Regions from separate parts of the Mus musculus genome. Here region 1 is linked to region 2. The links are chromatin contacts, called in public Micro-C maps. All regions are on one chromosome and are shown on one strand. The core of a region is the stretch at or near the end of the contact, and the rest is flanking DNA. Distances in the headings are between cores, read along the strand shown. Region 1 overlaps Sh3gl3 (SH3-domain GRB2-like 3). Region 2 overlaps Sh3gl3 (SH3-domain GRB2-like 3).

What was found. A called contact is a pair of places that touch in the nucleus more often than the background predicts.
Region 1: a Micro-C map of embryonic stem cells shows a contact between it and region 2, with 10 times the contacts expected there. The contact joins two enhancer-like sites. A contact is called at or near these places in 3 of 15 datasets of contacts at CTCF or cohesin (the NIH/3T3 cell line, large pre-B cells and stem cell-derived epiblast-like cells), 11 of 484 Hi-C or Micro-C datasets (Sertoli cells, double positive thymocytes, embryonic stem cells and 3 more) and 5 of 115 datasets of contacts at active chromatin or transcription factors (embryonic stem cells and neural progenitor cells).

The regions. Positions count from the first base shown.
Region 1 is chr7:82,259,064-82,261,763 of GRCm38.p6, forward strand. Sh3gl3 (SH3-domain GRB2-like 3) reads left to right here. Exons shown (of 9, transcript NM_017400.7): 2 at 1,069-1,137. Among named protein-coding and RNA genes, the nearest start is that of Gm32903, 4.5 kb to the left of the region's middle. Within about 2 kb of position 1,383, at least 4 of the 459 cell types and tissues checked have an H3K27ac peak or open chromatin away from gene starts, as enhancers often do. A contact at or near this core is called in embryonic stem cells, where this site is marked.
Region 2 is chr7:82,222,783-82,225,482 of GRCm38.p6, forward strand. All of the region lies in intron 1 of Sh3gl3 (SH3-domain GRB2-like 3), which reads left to right. Among named protein-coding and RNA genes, the nearest start is that of Gm32903, 32 kb to the right of the region's middle. Within about 2 kb of position 1,294, at least 15 of the 459 cell types and tissues checked have an H3K27ac peak or open chromatin away from gene starts, as enhancers often do. A contact at or near this core is called in embryonic stem cells, where this site is marked.

The DNA of each region.
Region 1 (2,700 bases), core at 133-2,632, 36 kb after region 2:
GTCCTCCCCTTGAGCAGTCTTCACTTGGGAGTGAAACTCCTTACTGTTTTGTGAGCACACTGATCTCTCATTATCTAGGGACATTTTTTGGTGGTCAGAGTGGTGTGGCAGATGTGTGCATGTGTTTGTGTGTGTGCACATGAGTGTGCACAGTGAGCACATGACTTCTATTATCATTTAGCGGTAGACAGCAGGGATGCTGCTAAGCCTCTCTTATTGTACAGATAGCCACAAAGGATAGGAACTGTGCTCAGTATCAAACCACCCTTCCCATTCCTCTCAGTTTTCCTTTTTGAAAACACCACCACATCCCAGAAGACCTTTCCCGCTGTGCTGCACACTGAAATGTCACTGTCCTTAAAAAACAAACTCAAATGCCACGCATTCTAGGAGTCAGGTCTTGAATGATCTGCCTCCTGCTCTGCAGACGAGATACTTTCTAAGCAGCCCTGAGAGTCTGTCAAGTTGATGAATTGATAATAGTTTGCATTTGGTCCTAGTATTTGTCCGTTTTTACCGCCTGTCTCTTACATTCAGGCTGTTGGGGTGCTGCTAACTCTTGTCACTCTTGTGTCCCTAGCTGTCTTGTCACTGCGTGTATTAGAACTGCTTTGTGCCATCTGATGAGGATGGGTGCATGATAAAGCTTAGACAAATGGGAAGTGTACATTGTTCCATGATCTTTTCTTTTCTCATTAGTAGCTGTTGTGGTGTGCGTGTGTGTGTGCATGCACCCGCACGCATGCCACAGTGCACATATAGAAGTCTGGGAACAACCTTGTGGAGTTGGTTCTCTCCTTCTACCTCTACGTGGGCTCCAGGGCTCGAACTCAGGAACCTTTAAAATTACTGGCTGCTCTTCCAGAGGGCCTGGGTTCGAGTCCCAGCACCCACATGGCAGCTCACTGTCTGTAACTAATGTTCCAGGGATAGATATGCAGGCAAAACCCCAGTGTACAGAAAACCAAAAATCCAACAACGCCAGAGCCAAGATTTTTGTCACTAATTTCAATGAAAGGAATATAGAGAATCTTTGTTCAGTGAAAGCATTTGTGTTTGTTTTTGCAGCTGTTTAGTGAAAAAATAAGTGGTGCCGAAGGAACGAAGCTAGATGAAGAATTTCTGAACATGGAAAAGGTAAAGCTTTTTGAACATGTGACGGGTTAGAAATGGGCTGTCTGTGCCCGAGAGAGAACCGCCTACTATTGGGAATATGACCTGGAGTGGGAATCCAGAATGTTCAAATGCAAGCATGGGGTGCAGAGTCGGGAAGGCAGGACCCCAGTGCTTCCCAGCCCAAGCCAGGATCAGGTTGAACCACATCTAGTCTGGGCAAGTTGAGGAAGGAAACGGAATGTGACTAACTGGTTCCCCTAGTGGCCAGCTGTCAGAATGCATAACATGTGGGCCTTGGCAACAACTCCAGGGCCAAATGGTGCTCATATGTCTTAGAGAGTCAACTGTGTCTCAAGGCTTGTGTGACAAGGCTTTTCCGATTTATAACAACTGATTTATCATTTGGTAATCTAGGCTGTTGTTCCCATCTGTTTCAGCAGCTGCACAGCAAATACTTTTCTGCCATTAGAACCGACATATCAGCTGTGATACAGAGATAAGTATGTGTGCCCGGCTGGCCTCACATGGGGGCATCTAGAATCATATATGCAGATGAAATAATTTAGAAGAGTGTTCCTGGCTTGGCACTCCAATGATGGACTGCAGACTCTGTCCCCTGTCCTGTCCCCTGGTCATCTACCTGGAGAGTGGCTCTGGTGCAGTCGGAGCTGGGTCCACACTGCTCTGCTTCCTCCCCTTTGTCTTGGGCCCTTTGAGCAGAGCTTGTCCTAACGATTAGATTCCTCAGACCGGAGCTGGGGGCCTGGGTGTGGCCGGCAGTGCAGGTTGGGGGAAAGCCCGCTCTGGGTGTGGGTTGGGAGGGCATTCTCTTTAATGTAGGTAGGACCTGGCCAGCCTTCCTCCAGGAAGTGCCCGAGAGGTGTTTTTTTTTGTTTTTTGTTTTGTTTTTTTTTTGTTTTGTTTTGTTTTGTTTTTTCGAGACAGGGTTTCTCTGTGTAGCCCTGGCTGTCCTGGAACTCACTTTGTAGACCAGGCTGGCCTTGAACTCAGAAATCCGCCTGCCTCTGCCTCCCGAGTGCTGGGATTAAAGGCATGCGCCACCACGCCCGGTTTCCTAGAAGTGTTAAGACCCTAAGAAGAGAAGCTTATTTTGTGTTTGATTTTGAAAAAAGAAATTCTGTGCATTGAAAACCCTTTCAACATGTTAATATCATTGACATATCTAAAGTTGATTTTTAAATTTATTAATATATATAATGATAGGATGTATATGGCTTCTTTACCAACTAGATTATTCAATTCATATGCTATACTTAAAAACAAACATCTGGAGTTATGTTATTGGGTTTAGAGTCAAGGTCTGGGCGCTGGCAGCTCTGACAAGCTGGGTTCAGACAGTAAGTAACACCCATCCATGGCATCTGCATCAGCTCCTGTATCCTGACCTGCTTGTTCTCAACAAGCCCGTTAAAGAGGCAGGTGGCAGGGCAAACCTGGGCAGAGCAGCTTATTCAGTGTAGCCCCGTCTGCACCAAGAGAAACACACGAACATTCCATGTGAAAGGAGGCTCTGATTTCAATAGTAGGCTGAGGCGTGTATAACGAGGCAGCGCTGGTCAGGGT
Region 2 (2,700 bases), core at 44-2,543:
TGGGTAAGAAGCATAGGTAGGAGTGGCAGAGTGCCTGACACCTGCTTGCGTTGCAGGGCATCTCCAGAGGTGCCTGGCACCATCTTCAGGTGCCCACTGGATTTAGCAAGAAAGAACACAATGGCAAGCAAGAGGGGAAGTCGGTGCCTTCAACTCTGAACTGCTTGATAGGAGGTGCTGTACTAGGCTATAATTTAAGCATGAATATTTATTTTTAATGAAACAATAGGGTGTTTGTATTTATTTGTGTGTGTGCGTGTGTGTGTGTGTGTGTGTGTGTGTGTGTGTGTGTGCCTGTGTATAGATCCACAGACGATTGGAGTTGGTCTTCTATTGTGAGTCTTTTGGGGATTGAACCTGGGTCAGGAGGATTGCCTTTACCTACTGAGCCATCTTGCTAGTCTAGGAATTCTTTTGATTTTCCTGGGAAAATGAAAAAAAAAAGGAAATATTTTTTCTTACAAAGTGTTATCTCTACCATTGGCGTATACTGTCTATACATCCCATGAACATTATCATCATTTTCTTGGTTTCAGAGCCCCTACCAACTTCTCAGTTTCAGGATCACAGTGCCCACCCCCCCCTCCTCTTCCTTCTCTCTAACTGTCCTGAAGGCATGAAGGCAGGAAGGAAGAAAAGATGAAAAGAAAAGGTGAACCCCAGGAATCTTATGTCTGGAGAAGGAAAAGCCTCAAAGCTGGTGCCAGCCAGGGGGAGCTTGCGCCCTCCAGAAAGACTTGACACAGTTCTGACAACTTGTCAGGAGAGAGGAGCTGAGACTTGTGAGGATGCTGGGCAGAACCACACCTTGGCTGGGATGCTTAGCTGTACAAACCTGTTGCTATCTGCTGAAACCTAAACCTCATGTCAGTTGCTGGAATAGAGTCTGTGGAGACAGGTGGGTCCCTGGGGCTGGCTGGCCAGCCAGCCTAGCCTACTTGACTGCATTCAGGTTAGTGAAGGGCCGTGTCCCAAGGGGACTGTGGTTGGTTAGGTAGCAATGTGACACCTGAGGTCATCCTCTGGTCTCTACACTCATATCCACAGATCATGTGCATGCACACCTGCACACACACACACCCACCCTCTTCCACACCTTTATGCTTTCGAGAGTTTGCTTTTGGCAGCACCCCAGCCTCAGAGCCTGTCTGTGTCAAAGCCTCCTGGTTTCAGGAAGCTGCTGTGCTGAGCTCTCCTCTCTTCCATTCCCTCTCAATCTGAGTGCAGGCTGTATGCTTTCTTCTCTACCCAGACTGTCTGTCACCTCCTTCCCTCCCTTCCCCACCAGCAGCCTCCAAGTAAGAGGTGGTGTTCTGCAGACAGCAGAGTGCATAGCCACAAAGAGAATGCGCAGCGGGCATGCTCTCCCTTCCTCTCGCATGTTAAAAAGGCCTTATCTCTTTTCTCCTTAACCTTTAGAACAACTTGAAAAGAATCCCTTGAAATTTATTTACATAATCACAGGCCTCAGGACAAATCCAGATGTTCCTTTTCAGGTTTCATTGACTGCCTAACATGGTAGTCAGCCTGGGAACCTGTATTTCTCCTCTCTCTGAAGGTCTTCCCCTCCTGTCTCCAGCAGTGCTGGCTTCAGCATAGCATGAAACTGGAGCTGGGGCTGAGGGGCTGCAGAGTCGCGGGGTCGGAAAGGTCTTTGGGAAGTTGTTTAATCAAGGTAGAGCCAATTCAACATTTTTAATGTTAAGCTAGTGGGATGTTAATTACTTGTCACTAAAAAAGGAAGCTTGTTTTCTGCAAAACCAACCATGACTGGAAGACACGGACCGTGGAATACCAGGACTCGAAGCAGCTCTGCCCTTCACTGCATCTGAGTGCCCGAGGCCTTCCATGCTTCTGGCTCCTGTTCTGTGCTGTTCACTCTCCCAAGGATCATTCTCCAAGTCTGCCCTCCTGCCCAGAAACCCTTCCCTAGGCTTCACTGTACTCTGCTTCCTCCTGTGGCCAGAGCCAAAATTAGCAGTTCCAGGAGCCTGGGATAATGTGTGAAACTTATTTGCAATATGATGAGAAGTGGCCCCCACCCCCACCCCACCCCCATCTCAAAAACAAAGACTGTGTCCTTTGAATTTCGAGCTCTAAAGGATGTCTTCCCTAGAAAATGTACTCCTGAACTTATTAGGGAATGCGCACTGGAATGTTTAGAAGTGTGTGTGTGTGTGTGTGTGTGTGTGTGTGTGTGTGTGTGTGTGTGAGGTGCACAGGTGGAATCTAGTAAGAGATGCTTAGGTAGGGAGAGGGAGGACTGAGCTATAGATAGCAAGTATAGGTTAGGAGCTGTTCACTGTGATTGGTCCCTGTGCTGCAGGGGGAGGGTCCGCAGCAGCATTCATGCAGTATCTCTGTAAGCCAGTCTTTAAAAAAGCTAAAAAAGCTTTTTAAATAGAGCAGATTAATTGAATTATTGCCCAACTTAAAAATAAGATGATTGTAAAAGAAAGTATTCTTCTACATGTATGGACTGACAATAGTACAGTGTATAACGTGGATCAATTCATGTAGAGTGCACTTGGGAAAATAAGTTGCATTTTTGGTGGGTGTTTATGTGTTTGGACTTCTTGATATTTAAGCAAATTCATGGGATCATTTGGAATCACAGCTTTCAGAAGTCAGACTTCTCCTGCCTGGGTACAGCAGCCTATACCATACGTAACAGTACAGTAATGACTATCCAAGATGTCC